Linked DNA regions of Mus musculus: all the other regions are linked to region 2. The links are chromatin contacts, called in public capture Hi-C and promoter capture Hi-C maps. All regions are on one chromosome and are shown on one strand. Each heading gives the region's core, a stretch centred on a gene start, on an enhancer-like site or on the middle of the called end of the contact. The rest is flanking DNA. Distances are from core to core; before and after follow the strand shown. Region 1 holds the start of Cdhr2 (cadherin-related family member 2). Region 2 holds the start of Unc5a (unc-5 netrin receptor A). Region 3 holds the start of Gprin1 (G protein-regulated inducer of neurite outgrowth 1). Region 4 holds the start of Uimc1 (ubiquitin interaction motif containing 1).

Evidence for each region. Promoter capture Hi-C pulls out the DNA fragments that hold promoters and counts their contacts. Capture Hi-C pulls out chosen DNA fragments and counts their contacts.
Region 1: a contact with region 2 is called in a promoter capture Hi-C map of pancreatic islet. The contact joins the promoter of Cdhr2 here to the promoter of Unc5a in region 2. A contact is called at or near these places in 11 of 39 promoter capture datasets (the 3T3-L1 cell line, cranial neural crest, embryonic stem cells and 4 more), 5 of 484 Hi-C or Micro-C datasets (the N1E-115 cell line, embryonic stem cells, frontal cortex and 2 more), 5 of 115 datasets of contacts at active chromatin or transcription factors (embryonic stem cells and stem cell-derived neural progenitor cells) and 2 of 9 other capture datasets (embryonic stem cells and pancreatic islet).
Region 3: a contact with region 2 is called in a capture Hi-C map of macrophages, with 5 times the contacts expected there. The contact joins the promoter of Gprin1 here to the promoter of Unc5a in region 2. A contact is called at or near these places in 16 of 39 promoter capture datasets (the 3T3-L1 cell line, 3T3-L1-derived adipocytes, the HPC-7 cell line and 9 more), 11 of 484 Hi-C or Micro-C datasets (Sertoli cells, cerebral cortex, embryonic stem cells and 4 more), 10 of 115 datasets of contacts at active chromatin or transcription factors (SST interneurons, embryonic forebrain, embryonic stem cells and 2 more) and 3 of 9 other capture datasets (adipose tissue, embryonic stem cells and macrophages).
Region 4: a contact with region 2 is called in a promoter capture Hi-C map of hippocampal neurons, with 2.5 times the contacts expected there. The contact joins the promoter of Uimc1 here to the promoter of Unc5a in region 2. A contact is called at or near these places in 5 of 39 promoter capture datasets (cranial neural crest, embryonic stem cells, hippocampal neurons and 1 more), 1 of 484 Hi-C or Micro-C datasets (embryonic stem cells), 2 of 115 datasets of contacts at active chromatin or transcription factors (embryonic stem cells and memory CD8 T cells) and 4 of 9 other capture datasets (adipose tissue, liver, macrophages and 1 more).

Annotation. Positions count from the first base shown.
Region 1 is chr13:54,698,723-54,704,406 of GRCm38.p6, reverse strand. It overlaps Cdhr2 (cadherin-related family member 2), which reads right to left and starts at 2,944. Exons shown (of 32, transcript NM_001033364.3): 1 at 2,838-2,944.
Region 2 is chr13:54,947,835-54,953,510 of GRCm38.p6, reverse strand. It overlaps Unc5a (unc-5 netrin receptor A), which reads right to left and starts at 4,100. Exons shown (of 16, transcript NM_153131.4): 1 at 3,780-4,100. The coding sequence starts at 3,849.
Region 3 is chr13:54,746,213-54,751,979 of GRCm38.p6, reverse strand. It overlaps Gprin1 (G protein-regulated inducer of neurite outgrowth 1), which reads left to right and starts at 2,106. Exons shown (of 2, transcript NM_001316710.1): 1 at 2,106-2,410.
Region 4 is chr13:55,098,791-55,104,049 of GRCm38.p6, reverse strand. It overlaps Uimc1 (ubiquitin interaction motif containing 1), which reads left to right and starts at 3,750. Exons shown (of 15, transcript NM_011307.3): 1 at 3,750-3,853.

The sequences.
Region 1 (5,684 bases), core at 1,695-4,194, 250 kb after region 2:
GCAGCTGAGGGAAAAGAAAACCAACTGGAACCTTCATTCGCCATGGCCCCTTGGGGGCTCCACTCAAGCCCCCTTCTCTGTCCCCTCACACTTCCCCTCCTGTCCTCCTGGTGTGCCTCAGATGATAGTGCCCCACACCTGCACACTCACATGCCACCCCTGTGAAGTCACTATCTCCTGGAAAGGGGAGATGGCTTACACATTCCTTTTTACCTATGGGGACCCTTACACCTCCAGGAAGCTGGGTCTTCTATCTAGCTGTCACAGGGTCATGCCTGACTCATACCTAGAACTCCTTTTGATCCTCCTTCCTATACTGTATGAGTTGACCCCGAGTTTCACAGTCTTGTCCCCTTTGTCACTGACTTTTCACAAACATACTCACTGACCATAATGAGGCCAAAGTTCTGCACTTGGCAGCAGCAGTATCTCCCAGACTCCATCACTTAAGAAAAATGTGTTATGAGATAGGAAAGTACCAGGTGACCAGCCTTACCTCTATAGGCACAGGCACTCTCAAGACCAGACCCGTGCAAGGCTCAGACTGGCTGTGGGCCATACTTCCCACCCTTGGCAAGACAAATTCTTAGGGGACCCAGGTTTCACCTTCCAAGAGTGGATCCCTTTTCCTCTGTGGTATCCAGTACACACACACACACAGTACACACACACACACACACACACACACACACACACACACACACCCTGCGTTCTCTTTACCCTAGATTTGCATGTGTCTCTTCAGCCCCAAAGGCCCTCTTGTGTCCCTTGCCCATGTGCAAATTCTCTCTGTCCTTCAAGACTCACAGCCAGAGCCGCTGAGCTCCAGTCAGGGAACATATGCTACAGGTCATATGGAAGAAGGGAGGCCATGTGCCCAGGCACTGGAGCTGGGCGAACGTCCCCTAGGTGCCCTTTTCTCCTATGGAGGACCACAAGTCAAACATAGGCTCATGTGAGACACCACTGATGCCAGCTCCCAACCACTCTACTTCTTTAAATGATGGGAAACTGGGCCTGGAGCCCAGCCAGTATCCCAGTGCTCAGCAGAGAGGAGGCCCTCTGGTTCTATATAAGGCTGAGCTGTATTGAGAGACCCGTAAAAGGAAAGAGAAGCAAGGAGGGAGGGAGAAGAAGATAGGGATAGTGGAGAAAGATGAAAGAAAGAACAGATCTAGAACCTAGAAATCCCAGGTCCTTGCTCCCAGGCTCCCAGCCCACTGGTTTGGGGCTGGACAGGAGGCTCTCTACCACAGAGAGCATGGTAGCTGTGAAGGACACACCCTGGAATGTGGAGATGGTCTGCTGGACTCTATCAATATGTTCAATTACTTTGTGTCAGTTAAAAACAAAACTGCACAGCTATTCACCTATAAAGTGTCTGAGGAAAAGTCAGGAGCATAGGGGCTCCAGATCACTCTACGGACCCCCAGACCCAGGTCATGCTCTGCCAGGCCTGACACAGCAGGGGTTTCCTCTCTCTTGTCTCAGCGGACACATTGGCCGCAGTTCGACAAGACTCCAGGAAACCAAAGACTCTACAATTCAGTCGACTGGATGTGAAGACCCCAGGACATCTTGGAAGGCTACAGAGGAAGGGAGCCCTCCCCTGCTAAAGGCTCAGCCACGGGCGGGCTCGCTAACCCCACAGCCACCCCACCCTGCCTCAGCCTCCACAGCTCCCTGAGCCCTTCCTTTCGCTTCTGCTTCCTTCCCACAGCTGCCTCACAGGAAGGAAGCAGCTACCTCACAGTTACTCTCCATTGCCCTAAGAAAACAGAGATCAGATCAGAGGGACAGTCAACAACAAAGATAGAAGGTCAATCACCAGCTGCAGGCAAGGCTAGACCCAGGTACCATTCTGCTGAGCCTAACAAAGGTCTCTCCTAATTCCACCAGCCCAGCCAAGTGATCCAGCTCCCCAAGATACGGACCCAGGGACCTTTAAGTTTCCAGGGATACCGGGCTTCCTGTAGCCAGAGATGGTGCCCGCCCTCCTGGCTGCTTCCTCTGAGAGACGGGTATGGATCAGGCCCCAAGTTAGGATTTTAGCATTTCACATACTGTCTGTCCAGCACTGGGCGAGCCTCCCTTGTCCTCAGCTTTGGTTTTCCTCTGAGGAATGAGGTGAGAGCAGGCTATGGCCTAGGCTGGTCAGGGGAATGTCATTATTCTCTGATATGCTACCTGGGACCAGTCAGCATGTAAGTCCTGTTTGAAGACACAAGCTGGCCTGGCTGAGTCTTTACCCTGTGACCAGGACAAGGACTAAGTTAGGGTTGGGACCAGCATCGTTAGTCCTCCCTGAGGTGACCTAGCGTTTGATCTCTGAGTCTGAGAGGGACAGCCTCCGTACCCTGCCATATCTGATTCACGAGCCCTCCAGGGGCTACTAGTACTGTGCCCACTCCACAGACGCAAAGACTGAGGCCCAAAAGCAGTCAGCAGCTCACTCAAAGTCTGCATGGAGCTGAATGAAGATCTGAGCCTGGCGGAGTGGAGCCAGCCTTTCCTCCTCAGGCTCCGGGACAGATTCAGCCATCTTCCTCATCTTCTCCTTTTAGGTAACAGATGAGGTAGCCAATTCACTTCTCAGGGACTTAGGAAGGCAAACAGGAGGTTGCCACTGCCTAGAGAGGAGATCTTACCCTACATTCTAGAAGAAACAGGCTTCACGGGTAGCTTCATCAATTCCCGCCCTCCCCATGACAAGTAGCTAACGCCACAGCTAGCTCTTCCCCTTGGTGTTCCCTCCATACTCCAGATGCCAGGAAACTGAGTCTGAAAGAACTCAAAGTTTGCCTCAATCCCAAGGACAGCCCCCCACCCAGGCTTACCCTCGGGCTAAGAGCCCCCCCAGAAGCAGCTGATCTGGACAGCCCCTGGAAGGGGCCCAGAGGCAGTGATGTACACCAGTCACAGGTGGGCGCCGTCTGGGGCCGGCAGAACACAGCGCAGACTTTGGCACCATCTCCACCTCTTCTGAGCAATCATTAACCATGCAGAGACCACACCTCCTCAGAAGGCACTGGCTGTGACCAGAGCAGGCAAAACCCTGGAGGAATAGGCAGGCCCAGTGACAGAGAAGGGGCAAATGCCCAGCCCAGGGTCTCACTGCAAGCAAGAGGTGGTGACAGTCAGAGGTCATGTCAGGACCTTCTGTCCTCTCCTGGCTCATCTTCAGTGGGGACCTGTAGAGAAAGCGGTGTGGGGAGATCTCTTGGGATGAAGAGACTTGACAGCTATCAAGCCCTTGAGCCCTCAGGCCAAGCCCCGAGGCCGGCATGAAGGGGTACCCACCCTGCAGTTCCAACAAGGCCTTTTCAGCCCTGTATTTGTCCCCTCTAAGCAGGACATCAAAGGGCAGGGCCAACACTGGGCATAGTGGCATATGTCCTTAATCCCAGCACTCAGAAGACAGAGGCAGGTGGATCCCTGTGAGTACCAGGCCTAGCTGGTCTCTATAACCAGTTTTAAACCAGACATAATAAGATGTTATCTCAAAGAAACAAAAACAAGCCAGGCAGTGGTGCCTTTGATCCCAGGACTTGGGAAGTAGAGGCAGGGAGATATCTGAGTTGAGGCCAACCTGGTCTACAGAGCTAGTCCCAGGGCAGCCAGGGCTAGACAGAGAAACCCCGTCTCAAAAAACAAATGAAAACAAAACAAACAAACAAACAAACAAACAAACAAACAAAATCAAAGGGCAGGATCACACACTGCCCCAGGGGCTCCACACACTCCCAGTGGTGGCCTCCCTCGGGGGAACAGGTCCCCAAGTTCATTTCATCTTACCTCATAGTAGGAAGGAGGCCCATGCTGCAGCTCACCAGCCGTGCGCCCCTTCCTGGCTGAGTGGCTGCTGTTCGCTCTGGAGACCGAGGCATCCCTGTGCAATCCTGGTGTGCTGCTGCGGGTTCTCAGGAAGCACCAATCTACCCAAAGAGCTCATGGTTCTGCAAGGTCCCATTGAAGGCTGGCCTCACGTCTCTGAGGAAGGAGGAGAATCTGTATTTGCTGAGCACCTAGTGTGGGCATGTATTTTTCACAACCTACTTCCATAAGGGTTCAACCTCCCCTCTAGCCCACCACCCACCAGAGGTAGTAGGAAAGTTTATTAGAATATGGGGAAGTGAGTGGGCATGTTAGCACATGCCTTTAATCCCAGCACTCGGGAGGCAGAGGCAGGTGGATTTCTGAGTTCAAGGCCAGCCTGCCTGGTCTACAGAGTGAGTTCCAGGACAGCCAGGGCTACACAGAGAAACCCTGTCTCAAAAAACAAAAAACAAACAAAAAAAAGGATATGGGGAAGTGGACCTTTTTTTGTTTTAGATTTATTTTTTTATTTTATGTATATGAATACACTGTAGCTGTCTTCAGACACACCAGAAGAGGGCATCAGATCCCATTATAGATGGTTGTGAGCCACCATGTGGTTACTGGGAATTGAACTCATGGCCTCTGGAAGAGCAGTCAATGCTCTTAACCGCTGAGCCATCTCTCCAGCCCCTGGAAGTGGGCCTGTTTAGAAACAGTTCTTTGGGATCTTCCAATCTTCTTTCTCCTTAGTTCAGTCCACGAGGAAACACCAAACCCCAATCAGCAGCTGCAGTCCAGTCCACTCAACAGACATCACACACGAATCAAAAGAAACTGGGAGTCTCACCAACGGGCTGGAGCTTGCTGAAGCTGCAAGAAGCCACAAGAAACCTCAGGAGTTCTTAGACGAGTTTCTTTCCACCACAAGCAAAGCTCACCAACACAATGTAAGGCCAACCAATACATGAAGGTCGTCAGCGAAGACTAGCGAGTGAGGTGGAACCAGTCAATGCTCGAGCTCCCAGTGTCTGTGGAGTCATATTTATCATCTTTCTAAACATCATGCGTCCTTTCATGTGTCTGCTTTAGCAGAACAGCCTTTCATCTGTGTGCCCCGGCAGAACATTATTTGACATGACTGACTTTCCAAAGAAACCAAAAGTTTCCACTTCAACCTACTGTGTGCTTTACATTGTGTCTCACGGATGCTGGATACCACCAGAATAAAGGACTCTGTTTGCAGGGTCTACCCTCCCCCACCAAGGAATGGAGCCTAAATTCATGCTCGTGTCCCTTGATGGCTAGTGACTGAGAGGAGCCCACTCTCAGAGAGAAAATGCTGCCCTCCTCATCACTCCCCCATGGGTGTCCTCTGTGCTTCTCCCTGCCCACAAAGCATTCCCCTACCCTGACCTCCATCATGGGTACCAATGTGCAAATAGCCCAGGAGCCCTTATCCAGGGAATGGTCCTCTAGTTTCTTTTAGGAAACCCAGAAACGTGGCTCCTCCACTCCATGCTGGGTATGTGGCTAAGGCCCAGCCAGTCAGACTTAGGGCCACAGCAAACAGATAGGTTTGGTTATAAGAATGAGAAGTTAGCCATGTTGGCCTGTGCTTCTAATCCCAGCAGGAAGGGACAGGCAAGAGAATGACGAGTTCAAGGTCAGCCTGGGAGACGTGGTATCTTAAAATAAAAAGAAAGGAAAAAAGAAAAGAAGAAAGAAAGAAAAAAAGGAAGAAAGAGAGGAAGGAAGAAAGAGAGGAAGGAAGGAAGACAGAGGGGGGAGAGAGAGAGAGAGAGAGAGAGAGAAACAAGAAAGACAAGCAAATCTAATAATTAAGCTCAAATAAACGGCTTCATTTG
Region 2 (5,676 bases), core at 2,851-5,350:
ATTCAGAGCATTTCAGGGGCAGAGAGCATGGTATACAATGTTGCAGGCAATGGCTATATTGGGGAAACACTGGAGAAGGAACCTTCAGGACCAGAGGCTTCTGGCTTCCTTTAGCTTACCCAGAGCAAATCACTGAGCCCCGTGGAGGAGGAACTGGGGGTGCTTTGGGGGAGACCTCCAGCTCAAGGCTGGATAGATTGAAAGACTAGTAGCAATAAAGTGGCCCAGCCAGGATCAGAACAAAGCCAAGGAGCTAGGATGCCAAGCAGGGAGCCTACTATCAAGGCCAGGTGGCACCACATCCTGCAAAGCTGGAAACAGCTAGTCTGCTAGAGCTAAGCCCAGCAGCAGGCAAAGCCCAGCGATGCAGCCGACCTCTGGGTGCATCGATCAGGTGTTTCCTTCATTCCCCCATGCCCATCCCAGTCCAGAGCTAAGGCTCTACCTGTGGGCCCTGGAGAGCCTCACATTACGCTTCCAGAGACCTTCGGCTGAGGAGGGGATGAGTGCGGGGGGGGGGCACCATGGTGAGCCAGGTGGGAGACGGGAATGGGAGGAAGCTGAGAAGGCTAGGGACACAGCAATGTCACAAGTAACACTGAGCTTGATGACTTGGTGACAGATTAGATGTGAAGCGTGAAGGAGAGGGGAGAGCCAAGGGAGAGAGTAAAGTTCCCACCCCCTCTAGGCTGGGGTGAGGGAAGGCAGCAATGACAGGGTTCCTGGGAAGAGGGGACAATGGGAGCCTGGTGGCTTGGCATGAGAGGGCCTGGCGTTTGTGTGCACAGAACAGGTTCCTAGGTGGCAGCATTGGGGCCTTCACCTAAAAGGGCTGTGCACCCCAAGCTATAGCTTAATCCTGCAAGCCTGAGACTCGTGGCAGCACCAAGCAGGAAAAAGGATGTGACATGGGTCAAAAGTAGCTGCTCCCAGTCCCCAGACCTCTGGGTTGGAGCTTTTGCACCCAGGTCAATACTTATCCTGGCGTCCTGGAAGAAAGCCTTTTGCAACATGGGCAGAAGGGGGGGGGGGTAAGAGAGACAAATGGGCCAGGGAAAGGATCAGCTCTATCCCGAAGCATCTACAGCAGCCTACCCCACGTGCAAGAAGCAAGAACACGGTGCTCTCTGCCCCAGAGTGATGGCCTCCTCCACAGTCCTGTCAGCCCAGAGTGGAGGTGGGCAGAAAGTCCAGCAGCCCCAATGACGGGAACAGGGGTGGGCGGGAGAGGGACAAGGGCAATGTTCGAGCCTGGTGACCCTCAGCTCATACGTTCCAGGAGAGCCTGCCCCACCCCCCATTGCCTCTCCTCCCTAGCCATGGTACTGTCTAGGGGGCACCCAAGACAAGAAGACATGAAGGGTAAGGAGTTGCATGTGCCGGCCGGCTGTGTAACTGGCAGAGCATAAAAGGGACAATCTGTCACGGCAGGTGGGTGTCTGTGTGTGCAGGCGCAGACGGGGTATGCCCAGGTGCATTTGTGCTGAGGGATGGCTTTTGTGAGTGGTAGTGTGTAACGTTGGGTGACAAAGGATAGATAGGTGCTTGGCCTGGGGGGTGGGCAGAGTCTGCACTGGCTCAGCAGTCCTAAGCCACCCCCACCTTGCACGTGTGAGCGCACACACATACACACATCCAGCCATACCCCTCAAGACTGCCTGGTTGACCACTCTCCCCCCCCCCCCCAGCCACTCACAGACACATTTTTCACCAGCTGCTGTTGCCAAGGAACTGATAAGCAGATGCAGGGATGTAGTAGGGTCATGGCAGGGGCAGCCCTACCTAGGTATCTGTCCACACATGCCCAGAGCCTGTGTGGGGAGGGTGAGATGTGTTCTCTTTGAGAAGTAGGGCCACTCCTACCTCCATACCTTTCAGCAGCTCCTCTCACGGCTAGAGAGTTAATGCCCGAGACAGGCTCTAATCCCAGGTAGCTCTGAAGCACTCATGCCCACCTGTCTGTCAGCCCTGGGAAACCTCAGGCCAGCCCCCAACAGGTGTCCTGCCAATGGGCAATGCAGTTCTTCTTGAAGTGCAATCCTTCATTCCTGGTTTTAGTGCCCTCACCTACAAGTGTCTGTCGCCCCTGTCTGTAACGCTCACTGGTGCAGTACCATGCAACTACCACACGCATACAGCATGTTAGTACTCATCTGACCGTACACATGACAGCACTACCCATGCCACATCAGTGGTGCCCCCTGCCCCCATTACCCAGGACACATGTCAGTCCACACCATTCCCACCCAGGTGCTCACGTGGCAAAATGCAGCTCTGACCACACAGCCCCTCTCACACACATGCAACTCAGTAAACATTTCCTGGGGACCCATTCAGTGTCTGGCAGCACCTCCTCTGACACCCCCAGCTCATGACTATGGCCAGTCCTGCAACTCACACCCCTAAAGCTAACATATACAACATGAATACACAGCCAACAGCAGGCAGCCCAATCTGAGGGTTCGTCAGGATTAAAAGGGGAGGCCATTAGGAAGAAGGGCTGGTTAAAGTGAGGATTTAGGGTGCATTGACAGGGGAAGGAGGCAGAGCAGGGGGGACGAGGTAGAGGACTTAAGGGGCAGGATGGGGAGGGCAGTCGAGGCAGTGGTGGGTGAAGGATGCAGTACGCAGAGACTCTTCAAGGAACCAGCCATCGACCTTAATCATCTGGTCCTTGACGGAGCTCTCGTCTTTCTAGATTGGCAGTTCAGAAATCCACACCCTTAGGAGAAACTGGCCTTGCCAGCCTAGGGATCACCTCCCGGGAAGCAGGCTCTGGGGGCATCAAGCACCAAGAATTGCTCAGGCACCCTTCCCAATACCCAGAAGCTCAGCACTGCCAAATCCTTAGGGGCCAGGAGATTAGGGACCCCCACAGCTCGGTCTAGGTGCGGGCTTTGGGAGATTAGACAAAACCTCCCCCCCCCCCCAGGCCTCTCACGCAAGGAGGTGGGCTAAAAGGCTAGGTTATGAAGGGGCTGGTTAGGGTGGCCAACAAGACACGCGGGGAGACTGCAGGGCTGTGGAGTTTCTGAGAGGTTCTCAGAGCCCGCCAACCAACAGCCAACAGCAAACAACTCCCCTTCGCCCTCCTCTTCCCCCCTCCCACCTCCAGCAGCGAGGCCAGGAACCACAGGCCACCACAGGGGCCCCAGTGCTTTGACTACCGGCTGCAAGAGCTGAGGGCTGTTGGATGCCTCCACGCCTGAGTGTGTGCGTGTGCAAGCCTGTGTGTGGTGGGGACAGAGGAGGACACTATGTTCTAGACGTGGGCACAGGCCAGGTGCCAAGCTAGAAATTGTGAGTGGCTGTTTGGGGCAGTCCTACCTGGAAGAGCTGTCTTACCCCCCCCCCCCCCCACACACACACCCCATTTTCTGAGCACTAGCATATGGCCTTGAGTCCTTCAAGTCTTGTCTTTTTGTCTTTCCTGGATTATTTCAAACTGCCGTCGCGCTCCCCCCCCCCCCCCATCATTCTCCCGGGCCCGTGAAACCAGCAAAAACTTCCCCCACCCGGAGGCGTGGGGCGTCTACACTCGCCAGCCCCGTGCGCTGACAGCTGTTCTGGACTTGGCAGAAGCAAGGCTTCCGGGAGAGCGCACCAGGAAGCTGCGCAGCAGCGAGTGGCGGCCCCCGCGTCCTGCCCAGCAAAGTTTGGCCTCCGGGGGCTCCCAGACGGGTCGGCCGCGCAGGTCACGGCCACCTCCTCCCCAGAGCTAAGCGTTCGCGCGCACGGTCCCCCGCAAGCCTCCCCAGAGCGCGCGCGGCGTGACTCACCCGAACCACGAAGCCAGGCAGTGAGGACTATGCCCAGGAGCGCTGGCCACAGGCCGGGCCGGACGGCCATGGCCGCGGGCGGACGAGCGGGCTGGACTAGGGGCCCCGCGGGCGGGAGAGAGGCTGTCAGCGCCTCAGCCGAGAGCCCCACCTCGGGGCGCCCCCGGGGCCCATGCCAGAGGACAGCGCTGCCTCCGGGCGGCCGGCTGCGGGGCGCACGCGGCGCGTGGCTCCCCTGGGCACCCGGAGCGCAGCAATGCAGCCGGGGCGGAGCGCAGCGCCAGCCGCGCCGCGCACCGAGCCAGCCGCCGCGCGGAGCCCGCAGCCGGGGAGCGGGCCGGCGGGCGCCGCAAAATCCGGACTGGAGCGGCGGAGCGGGGCGGAGGCGGGGCGGGGCGGGGGAGGAGGGGCCGGGCGGCGCTGCGAGCGCGGGCCACCCCCTGCACCGGGGATCCCTTCGGGCAACGCCTGAGGCTCCCCCAGGGAGGAGCTGGGGTAGTGGGCGGGGAGGCCTCCCACCACCCCTCTCAGTCTCCAGGGACAGAGACAGGACTCTGGATCCCGGAGTGGATTGCTTTTCCGGATCTGGCATCACCCTGGTCCGCCAGTCGGCGCACAGGTGGCCCGGGAGGGGCCCCGGGCTGCGGCGACCCCGGCGCAGCGCCAGCCTGCGGAGAGCAGCTCGACTCTGGAGTGCCCCAGGCAGGTTCCGCTGCAGTCCCTGCTTGCACCCCTGCCTCCGGGCTGCGCTCCGAGATCGTCAGCGCGCCGTGGTAGGCAGCTGGCGGGCGGCTTGGATGGGGGACTGCAGGAGAGGTCCCGGGGCCCAGCCGGCGCGCAGGAGCCGCCAGGCCCCCACCGTCTCACCATCCGCCTCCCCAAGACAGCCTGGTGGGCTTCAGGGGCAAGCGTAGCAGCGTGGCCCCAGGCTTTCTTAATCCCTCCACGCCGCTGGCCCAAAGGAAACAACCTTAGGGCGCAGCGCAGCCTGTAAGGAGCGTCGTGTTGTTTGCGCCCCGAGCGCGCGCGGCGCTGGAGACGTGGGCGTGATGCAGGAACCAGAAGGGTTTTGGGAGCTACAAACTCCTGGGGTAGAATAGAAGTGTCACATTCTTCTGGCTCTGTGACCTTGGGCAAGTCACGGGGCGTCTCTGGATCCCAGCAGAATGACCGCTGGAGGATCTCCTATTCCCCACCCCCATTCCCTAAGCTGGTTAAAATAAACAGAAGGCTGCCCTAGAGAAGGAAAATAAACGCTCTCGGTGTGCACAGGGCGAGGGATCTGAAAGAGAGGGTCCCACTTCTGGCCAGGAGGAGAATGAGAAGGGTGAAGACGGTCACACACTCAAACGCCTCCAGCGCCGATCGATAATATAAATTGGTGCTGCAGGCCAGATGATATAAGAATGGTCTTGGCTTCCACAAAGAGATATGAGCTCTCCTATATTTCTTGAGACACGAGGCCCTCTCTCGGTCTGTCTTTTGTTTCCCACTTTTTATAGAGAAGGTTATGAAAAATGTTTTGCTTTATTCTGCTCTCTTGTATATGTGTATATCTGCATATGTATATGTGTGTGTGTGTGTGTGTGTGTTTCTATTCACAACCAAAGCTCCAGATGTGAATGTACAGATTTTGGGCCTCAGGGCCAGACAGGCAGGGAGACAGGGCACAGGGTCATATCGAAATGGCTCTCTTGTTCTAGGTGCCTGTTGGGAGGGGAGGAGCCAATTGGTTTTGTTTACCAATTTTCAATAGAAGCTGTTGTCTGGGAAAATAATTTTTTTAAAGATGTGTGTGTGTGTGCACGTGTGTGTGCGTGTGCATGTGAGTGCGTTGCATAGTGCCTGTGTGGAAGTCAGAAAACAGCTTGTCATTTCTCTCCTTATGTGAGATTCG
Region 3 (5,767 bases), core at 857-3,356, 200 kb after region 2:
GCCAGTGCCCTAGCACCTCAAAAGTGAGCTGCATGCCCTCCATATTCACCTCAGGGCTCTCAGAGGCACCCCAAGGGTCTGCGGCTCACTCTTCCCTCCAAATGCCTGCTCTCCCTTGCCGGCATTCTGTCGCTCCCTTCTGCTTTCTCCCCTCCCATCTCAGTCTCCTCTGCCTCCGTGGAAGCTGCCACATTCATTTTTGTTCTCCGTTCTCTCTTTTTCCCCCCTTTTATTATGACAAGGTCTTATGTAGCCTGGGCTGACCATAACCTCCTCTGAGTGGTGGAATTACAGGTGCATACCACCACACCTCTTTTTCTGTCTCAGGGTCCAGACTTCTTGGGAAAGATGTCTCCTTTCTCACTGTCCTTCCTTCCTCCCATCTTCACAGCAGCCTTGTGGTCCTTGGGTGGTGCAAGGGCGTCCATGCTTGCCTGTTGGTTTAATGCTTTTCCCGCCATGTGCTGACTCCCTCCCTACCACCTGTGACCTCCACCATACACCATCAGCTCTCAGTTGATGGGTTTCCTGTTGTGCCTCCAGCTGCCAAGCATAAAGCTCAACTGTGAACTCATATGCTAGGATAATCATCCCACAGGCACCTCCTTTCCCCAACATTCAGAATGTGTCCTTCATTCACAAGATGGAACCTCAGAGGACCAGCACAAGTGTCTCTCAGCATCCAAGACCAAGACCACTTGACTTCCCCCCAATAGTTAAGAGTCGCCTCCACTCCATCTTATCAAAGGCTTGCGGCTTCATTTATAACCAGTCCTCACCTGAACCACTGCCACAGACTTCGCAATATACTTGGTTCTGCTCCAGAGTCATTCTGCCTCTGGTGAGACTGCTGAAAATCAAAGCTGGTTCTTGCCACTTTTGTGTGTCTCATGGACCTCCCAAGCCTCGGTTCCTTCCTGCTTGCCAGAAAGCCAATAATACTCACCTTGAGGGGGCATCTGGCAATAGGTGAAATGATGAATGTGGACCAGGGTTTGTAAATTCTGAAGCTAAGTACCCTCTTGGGCAGTGGAAAAACCATTTTCAGCACCAAGAAAATAGGAGAGCGACTCTTCTGTGCGCTGTCCGTGGTCCTGAAAACGGGTCCGTGCTCTCCGACATAAATTCCATTGTTTTGAGATTTTTTTTGGAAACAAAGTCTTGCTAGTTTTATTATATCAGTCTTGTCCAAGCTGATCAAGTACTCACTATATAGATCAGGCTGGCTCAGAACTCAGGATTACCGACCTGCTCTAGACACCTGAGTGCTGGGATTACAGGCAGTGTCGCTACTCCTGGCTTTTCCTGTGGATTTTAAATGTTCACTTGCCATCTAGATTTTCTTACTGTTATTAAGGTAAGGTAAACAGATAAGCAATGGTTACTAAAACATAAGCCCAAGTGTGGGGCTTCAGAAAGTGGCCTGTATAAATTTGCAACCCCAATTCGACCTACTAAGGAATGGTGTGACCACAAACAAGAAACTTAGCCATATTTGAAAAAAAAAAAAAGTGCGCAGACTATTCACTTGGCCTGATTGGACATGGAAGCCATTGACACCTAAAAGTCAAATTTTAGCTCTGTGTCCCTGTCTAAGATTTTCATTTGCATTAGTAATCTAGCAAGTGGCTTCACAGTTCAGGCACAGGGATCTTTTTACCACTTCCAAGATATCACAGAGTTCGCATCTGAGAAGTCCAAGGACAGGGTCCCACTCCTCTGCTCAAATGTAGAGAGAAACAGGCAGCGAGTCCTCACGCCTTCAGCGGTTCACTCAAGTGGACTCCTAAACACCTTCTTTCAAGCACTTTCTTTTTTAAGATCGCTATGAGGCGATTTAATACTAGTTACAGACGTAAAAACTGAGGCTCAAAGAGGCGAGGTGACTTGTTGGAGAGTATCCAGGAGGAGGAGACCGGGCATACCCAGACCAGAGAGGGTGGGCGGACTCCCCGTCGGGGAGGCTGCTGCAGGGAGGACGCCGAGCGCCTCCCAGCCCAGGGCCGCCACTCGCCGGAGCGTGGGCAGCAGCGAGACAAAGGGCCGGGGGCGGGGCGGAGGGGGCAGAGGCCGGAAGTGCGGCCGAGAGGGACGCGGGAAATTTCCTCGCTGAGGCAGCAGGCAAATCGGGAAGACCGGGGTTTCGGTGCGGCCGCCGCCCGTGCGCCCGCGGTGCTCCCAGCTGAGCACCAGGCGGGCGCGCGGTCCCCAGGGCCGGGCGGCGTCTGCCGGCCCTCGCGCGCCCCCGCGGCGCCCCCTCCCGGCTCCCGAGTGCACCCAGCGCGCATGCCCGGGGCGGGGCGCCCAGCCGACCAGGGACGGCGCGGAGTCGGGTCCGCCCGCCAGCGCGGCCGAGGAGCACCGGGGTGGTCTGCGCGGCGCGAGCCGGAGCTACGAGGAGCCGGCGCGGGTAAGCTGCGGGCGCGCGTTGGGCCGTAGGGCGCGCGGACCGGGGCCGCTGTCCAGGGTCCTGGGCCGCGCCGGGCATCGGGCTCGGGCTGCGGGGCGGGGGCGGCGGGGCGGGGCGCGGTGGGGCGGGGCCCCGGTGAACGGCCCCGGCCTGTGGTGTGGGCAGAGGCCGCCCCGCGTCCAGCTCCGCTGCCCGCCGCTTTGTTCCGCACCGCGGTGCGGGAGGGGGCGATTCCCGCCACCGGGGGGAGGGGCCGCTCTCATTGATTCATCCCACCCCGTCACACACCCAGTGTGGCACACAGTCCTGGACGTGGTCACACACCGCGTTCATGCTTGGGAACCTCATTTTTGGACGATGCCAAAGGTATACACACATACACACGCGAACACACACACACACACACACACACACACACACACACACACACACACACGGGCTTTGGTCATTCCATCAGATTCACACATCCGGCCACCTGTGCAACCCACCTAGTGCAACCCAGGTGAGGCTACGCACTCAGAGCATCAATCCTGGATCCAAGTCAGCAATACTCTAACCGACATCCAACCTCACTGCTCCGGCTCGTGCTTACGCCCCTCCTGTACCCTCCACCCTGGAGCAGGCTGTGACCCTGTGCACACCCTTGCATTGTCTCTTAGCCTGCTGCTCTTTTTCAACTGGCACTAGCACAAGTCCGCACACCTTTGAGCATCCATCCTTGCCCTTCTGTGGCTTGGTGGATGAACACATGGACAGATGGCCTGGGGAGTGTTTCTCAAAGAAGGCCTTTTGTTACAGACTCCTTCACCTGCAGCAGCTGCCGGGCGGGGGGGGGGGTCGCCGTGGGGTGGGGGGACACTAGGAGATGACAGGACAAGTGGCAGAAGACTGGGATTTTTTTCAGTCACACTCACAAATGTACACAAGCCTTTGTCAGTCTTGTTACCATAGCAGGAGATGTTTGCAGGTGCCTAGCAGCTCTGGCCCTGGCTGGGGGTGTAGAGATGACTCCAGACTGGGAAGAAATCCTAGAGGAAAAGGGAAAGCCAGGCTGGCCTCCTATCTCTGCATTCACAGGACCGCCCTGCGTGTGAGCCAAACACAAGGACCTATGCACCCAGGCTAGCTCCCGCAAGGTGAGACTGCAAGGCACACAGGATCCCAGTGACCCTCCACAAGGCACACATGCACAGTACACACCGGTTATACAAAAGGCACACCAAGGTCTTCTTGATTAGGACACAGGAGCCAGGTCCTGGGCCCAGACGGGCTACTGCTGGTGTCTTCCACGAACAGTCCACTCACTCATTTGCATACCAGGTGAGCCGGCCATTCACCTACACGGTTAATTCAGCCTGCTGCCAATTCTGGATTACACACCCCAACAGTGAGAGGGAAGAGAGGAGAATCCCTAGGAACCGAAGGGCCAGTTAGACCGGTGTAGAACAAGAGACCTTGGGAGACAAGAGCTGGCACCTGAGGTTGCCTTCGGACTTCCACATGTGCACGAGAATGTGCGCGCCCACGTTCACACATACACACAAAGATTAAAGAAGAGAGCCACGCATTAGATGTTGATTCATAAACTGGGAAGAATCCAGGCTTTGAGATCAGACTCAATGAACTCTGAACCCCACCCAGTCTTCCTCCCTCCAGCTTCATGCCCTTGGTGGTCTTTCCTCCCGACTTCTGTGTCCTCGTCTGTGGTACAAAATGGACAAGGGGCCCCATTGTGAAATTGCTGTGGCTAGAGTCTAGATGATAAAGTGAGCCTGAGAGTGCTGAGTGCTGGATCCAGGGCTAAGCGTGAGGAGCTAAGAAGGGAGCTGTCTTCTAGAGGTAGCGTGGAGGGAGAGGATGTGGGCTTCTAGCCTGGGCCGCCTAGTGTCTGGAAGCTACTAAGAGTTCCTCCCAAACCAGGAAGGATTCAGCAGACCGGTGAGCAGTAGACCCTTTGGAATTTGTCTCCGGGCCATTGAAATGGGAGACACAGGCTCCAAGTGTGGAAAACCCACACAAAGTCACAGAACAGATTAGTGACCAAGTTGGGGCTTCTACCCACATCTAGCCAAGCCGTCTGTCCTTTACCGGACCTGATCCCATCTCAGAAACCGAGAACTTGGAGTGGGAACTGGGACACCAACCTCTTCTGGGGAGGTTTTGCAAAGTGGGGCATGTCAACACGTGGCCATGACTGCCTGTCAAACTTTCTGCTTCCTTCTTGGAAAACAGGAGCATGTCACCTGCCTGACAGGTGTACAGGCTGTGTATGTAGTAAGCACTTGGGCAAAGTCACTTCCTGCTTTTATTGGCACGTGAGGAACGTGTCAAAACTTGGGCTTCTCTGGAGCATGCAGGAGAGGCTGATGATAAGAAAAACGGCATCCACTCTCAGAGACTGGTGGCAATCCGCAGTTAGCACTAGCGTCCAGGACACCAGAGGGCGGGTGGGGATTGTGGCTGCTTGCCTCCTCGGGCCATTCTATTCATCTCCAGCTGGCCGTTGCTCTGCAGGAAGCACACTCAGCTTGCCAAATCTTAGTTTGCCAGAATAACCCGGACATCAGATTTCCACATGAACTCTATCAGTGTTTAGATGTTGACGTGTTTGCTCCTTTATTTAAAATTGACTTAAAAGGACTAGAGAGAGTTGATGCCCTCCACCTACATGAGAGAGAGAGAGAGAGGGAGGGAGGGAGGGAGGGAGGGAGGGAGGGAGGGAGGGAGGGAGAGAGAGAGAGAGAGAGAGAGAGAGAGAGAGAGAGAGAGCTGTGAAGAGCCAGAGACTGGAAGGTCCCTGGGCCTCACTGGCCAGCCACCCTAGCCTAATGGTGAGTCCCAGGTCCCAGTGAGAGAGATCTTGTCTCAAAAAACAAGGTGGGCAGCTACTGAGGAACAACACCCAAGGTTGACCTTTATTGTGCGCGCGCGCACACACACACACACACACACACCTGATTTTAAAAATAATTTGTTAGCATCGTGGGCCAAACAAGCACGTCCTAAAGGCAGATTTTTTTGCTGAGTTTTGTCTCTGCTGCAACCATTTCAGACTCAGCCCCCCACCCCCACCCCCACCCCCACCCCCTCCTGGGAGCACAGCTGGGCTCTGACAGACTGAGTAGATAAAAACAGGCTTTCCATGTATCCAGCCTGGCCCTAACGTGAGCAGAGCCATGCACACCCCTCATCGGCTCTAATTCTCACAACAAGCCTGATGGGGAAGGAGGTGTTGAGTTGGGTGGGGGTGGGAGGCCGTGGAAGTCTCAGAGCTGCTGAACAGTGAACTGTTGGCACCCTCTGTCCAGGCCACACACAGAAGCAGCAGGAGCTCATATGCGGAGACACCTAGGGCTG
Region 4 (5,259 bases), core at 2,501-5,000, 150 kb before region 2:
ACAAAACACTGTTTTACATGATAATGAGGTAAAATAGGGCACTGCTGGTCTTATATTGCTGTAATATTAGTTTTATTATTATTATTACTGTTATTGTTATTATTATTTGTTGTTATATTTTTGAGACAGGACCTATGTAGCCCTGGCTGTCCTGGGACTTACTATGTAGACCCAACTGGCCTTGAACTCATAAAGATCTACCTGCTTCTGCCTGCCAAGTGCTGAAACTAAGACTAAAGGTGTGTACTGCCATGCCTAGCTTTAGGTATCACTTTGAGGCACTGTAAAAAGGCAGAAAATTGAGGCGACCTTGGAGTGACAGAAGCCCCTGACCCAGGGGTCTAGTTTGCTTTTCCTGTTCACTCAGAGTTGGGTAATTTCAAAATAATCCAAGAAGCCAAGGTTGCTATAGTGATAGTGCTTATCTTCCTAAAGACATCTTAGAGGAAGAAACTAGAAACAACTGACTGAGCTGGTGGGATAGGCCAGTCACCCCACAGCTTGGCACATAGAGTTGGAAGGTCAGGAGTTCAAGGCCAATCTGAGATACACAAACTGACTCGTAACAGCAGAAAAGGGCTCTAGGGCTCAGCCTGTAAAGGTGCTTGCTACCAAGCCTGACATCCAGTGTTTGATCCCTGGGGCTCTTACATGATGTAAGTGTCACTAGCAGTTGGGGTTGCATGGGTAGGGACAAGGCCTCTTATCCAAAGAACTGAAGAAGGAGGCGCCATGACTAAGAATGACATACAGAAAGAAGCATTGATTTTGGCTTACAGTTCCAGAGCGAGAGTTCATAGTGGGAAGGAGGCACGGCAGCAGGTGGTCCCCCAGATCAGACATCACTTAGATGTCACAACCCACAACAGCTTGCAGAAGCAGAGTGAGAACTGGTGTGGGGCAAGCTCTAAACTCTCAAAGCCCACCAGAGTGCTGTACTTCCTGTAGAGAGACTCTACCCACTAAAGTTTCCACTACTTCTCCCAACAGCAAAACCAGCTAGAGAGGCCAGGCATGGTGTCGCTCGCCTTTAATCCCAGCACTTGGGAGGCAGAGGCAGGTGGATTTCTGAGTTCGAGGCCAGCCGGATCTATAGAGTGAGTACCAGGTCAGCCAGGGCTATACAAAGAAATCCTGTCTCAAAAAACCAAATAAATAAATAAATAAACACACCAAACAAAACAGTTAGGAACCAAGTGTGAGCCTGTGGGAGAGAGAGATTTCTGGGCACAGATTGATTTGCAAAAAAAAAAAAAAAAAAAAAAAAAAGATAAACTTTACTTGAAGCCAAGCAATAATACATTTTACAGAAGATACATGGTTATAATTGACAGTAGATCACATGAGTGAGGGCACTCAAGGACCCAGAATGCACTCTGGGGTCTGTCTTTCTTGGGTCTTGAGGACAGGCTGATTACTCCGGGCTGTAGTTGGTGGTTGTCTGTTGTGATTGGTAGATTAGGCCCTGCATTGACAGGTATCTGCATCTAGTTTGCACACACAACTATGCATAAGTTAATAGAGGATTCTCGTGGAGAGTTCTGTAGATAGTTTGTTCTGCCTCACATCATCCAAAATGTGGGAAGCCACATGTGCCGTTGCTGAGTGGCACTGACTACTGATGGCCACCATGCATAAGATTGGACAAACAACCAATGTGTACATATGCAGTAAAGTTTTTTGCAAAAACACTGCCTGGCCCAGGCATGATAATGAGGTATGATAATGAGGTTCTGTAAGGTACTGAGAGTATAACCAATCAGATGTGAGACATGCAAATGAGGTATGATAATGAGGTTCTGTAAGGTACTGAGAGTATAACCAATCAGATGTGAGACATGCAAATGAGGTATGATAATGAGGTTCTGTAAGGTACTGAGAGTATAACCAATCAGATGTGAGACATGCAAATGAGGTATGATAATGAGGTTCTGTAAGGTACTGAGAGAGAGTAGCCAATCAGATGAGGAACATGCAAATAAGGCTTAGTGCATAACCAATCCGGGTGTGAGACACGCCCCTCCTAGGCCTATAAAAGCAGCACCAGTTCTGGGCTCGAGGTCTTTTCGCCTCTACAATCAAGCTCTCCCAATAAATGTGTGCAGAAGGCAGCATTGGTTCTTCGCAAGACAAAAACCAGTTCAGACCAGATCGGCCTTTCTGTTCTTCATATCTGAATAAATCGGTCACACACTTAAAATAGAGACTGCTCAGAGATGGGAGTGTGCACAGCCTGATGCTGGCTCGGGTGGAGGATTTGAGATTGCAGGGTGTGTTGGAGAGGAACCCGTGTCAAGTACATACAGATAAAGGAGCGGAGCTGCCAAGTGGAATGCAGCCCCGCTTGGCTTATTACTTGGGCAGCTCGGGCCAGAGTCAAAGTTGTGGCATGTGTCGTTAGTCCTGGTTTTTGACCCCTAGCTGAGGTCCTGTTTATTCCACTTTCTATTTGTCTCCTCCTCCCATTGCTTTATCATTACCACGATGTATCCATCTATCATCTGGTCCATTAACCTATGCTTTTAGGAGTACTGTTTCCCACAAACTATGAACTACTTTTTGTAAGCTTATGAAAAGCATATGAGAGTGTTCACATTTGTTGGCTTGCTATAATTTCAGTGAGACTACCCACCACCGTCACCACCACCATCCCCTTTTTGGGAGAGGTGGGGAAACGGACCTACCAATGCCTTCTGAGTTCTGAGATAAAAGTCCTGGCTTCAGTAAGATTTTTTTTTAAGATTTATTTTTATGTATATGAGTACACTGTAGCTGTCTTCAGAAGAGGGCATCAGATCTCATTACAGATGGTTACCATGTGGTTGCTGGGAACTGAACTCAGGATCTCTGGAAGAGCAGTCAGTACTCTTAACCACTGAGCCATCTCTCCAGCCCCTTCAGTAAGATTTTTTTGTTTGTTTGTTTTGTTTTGTTTTTTGTTTTTTTGTTTTTTTTTGAGACAGGGTTTCTCTGTATAGCCCTGGCTGTCCTGGAACTCACTTTGTAGACCAGGCTGGCCTCGAACTCAGAAATCTGCCTGCCTCTGCCTCCTGAGTGCTGAGATTAAAGGCGTGCGCCACCACGCCCAGCTTAGTAAGATTTTTTTAGGCGCTATCAAACCTTGAGTTTTATTTGTTAAATTTTATTGTAGGAATATTTCATATTTTATTCACCTTTGACATTTCTGCTGTTGCCTTTTTTTTTTTTTCCTCCTCAAGGAAATGGACTTTCTGGAGCATATATTTCAAGGAAATATATGTTGTAGAAATTTCAGTATTATTATTATTATTTTAGTTTTTTTTTTTTTTTTTACTTTTTATTGGTTCTTTGTGGATTTCACATCATGCACTCCATCCCACTCATCTCCCCCTACAATCATACCCGCCCTCCACTCTTGTAATCTCTCCTTAGCAGAGAGCAAGATTCAGTATTTTTGTGTTTTAGGATGCTTAAATTCCGCTAAGACGATCAGACATTAATTAACATTATACCATCTGAGAGTTTCTAACTAGTCATGTGAACATTTAATTTGAACGTAATTTTGGATTCATGCAAATAAATTAACCAGAGGAAGCTTGATGCAGCAGAGCTTATTTCGAAGGGTGTCTAGGGACCCTATTGGCTTTCTTTGGTTTCCCCTAAACCCCTCTCTTAACAGCACTCAGGGACCCAGGAACTGTGTGAGCATACAGCGGCCCACAGGGCTCCGCGCCTGCGCGCCCCGCCCCTCGCCCCGCCCCTCCCCGCCCCTGCCGCCTCGCGCCGCCGCGCGGGCTCTCCTCTTTCTAAAGAGTTGCGGCCGCTCGCGACCCCCAGCGTTCAGGAGGCGCTGGGCGGCGCTGCCAGATCCGCGGTGAGTACGCGTCGCCTCTGCACTCCGCGGCCGTCGGGGCCGCCTGCTTCTCGCTGTCTGCCGGGCGGCTGCCGCTGCTCCCGAGGCGCGCCTCGCAGCGACTAGGCCTCTCGGCCGGGCGGAAGCCGATGCCGGCCGGGTCGCTCTCGCAGCTGCCGGGCAGCCCGGGCGCTCGCGCCCCCCGGGGTTCCCCTCCCTCTGCGGGCGGCGGTCGTCGTCCGGAGCGCCCTCTCTTGCTATCCGAGCTTCCTGGTAGCCTGGTCGCCCGCCCGGCTAACGGACCGTCCGAGGACCGCCTAGGCCCGCTGCCTGCCCCACGTTACTTTGCTTGTCTTGTGGTAGTTGGCTTCATTAGTTCTTCGGCCGCCCGAGACACCGCTACCACCCGGGTCTCTCTGTGTAGCTCTGGTTGGCTTTGAACTCACAGGGTACCCAAGATGGCTTCTATAGAACTCGCCAACCTCCTGCCTCAGTCTCCCGAGAAATATTTTCCCCTGGAAATCTATCATTTACCACTTAACGTAGCCAGTCGAGCCTAGTGCGTTTCTCTCGTGGCTGATGACAGGCGGTGTGTCAGAAACCTGTGAGACCAGAGCGTTGGTCCTCTCAGAGATGGAGTTGGGTGTGAATCTGGACCACTTCGCTCCAGGCTTCTTGCATGTAGTCATCATATGATGTACGGGCAACGCTGCGGAAAAAGTGAGCCCAATGGTTAGGGTGTTGTTGGGTTTGTAGCACAGTCAAAGAAAGTCTACTTGTGGAGCCAGACGCATGAGTGTCATTTCCCGGCATAGCCACTTGCCAACTCCTTTTTTACTAAAGTTCCTAATGTGTTAGGGCGCGTTAGGGTTCTTGAGAGAAACAACCTCAGTATTGGGTGTGAGAAACCTACAAGTTTGTCTATTGATTCAGGCAGTGATAACTTATTGCTCCGGGTGCGTTTGAAATCTTTTATTTTTGCACACTTGTGGGCACACTGGGTGTGAACACACACACGGGCACACACACACACCACCCTCCACCACTACACCGATGTTAGTGGGAATCTTCTTAAATGTCTCTCCATCTTAATTGGGGCAGGGTCTCTTGGAGTTGGTTGGTATGTCTGGCTGGCTTCCTCGGGGATCCCCCTACTCACTATCCACCTGCTGGAATTTACCCACTGAATAATCTCCCCTGAATTCTGTTGCTATATGTGTATGTATGTGTGTGTGTAAGAGAGAGAGAGAGAGAGAGAGAGAGAGAGAGAGAGAGAGAGAGAGAGAGAGATTTTATAGGTATGCATTTACTTTACTCAGTTACAGAAACAAATCACTTTTAATTGTAATCAATTGATAAAGGAGTTTATTCTATCAAGCTTTCTCACTTCTTCTTTTGTGCTGGAGATCAACTCCAAGAGCCTTGTG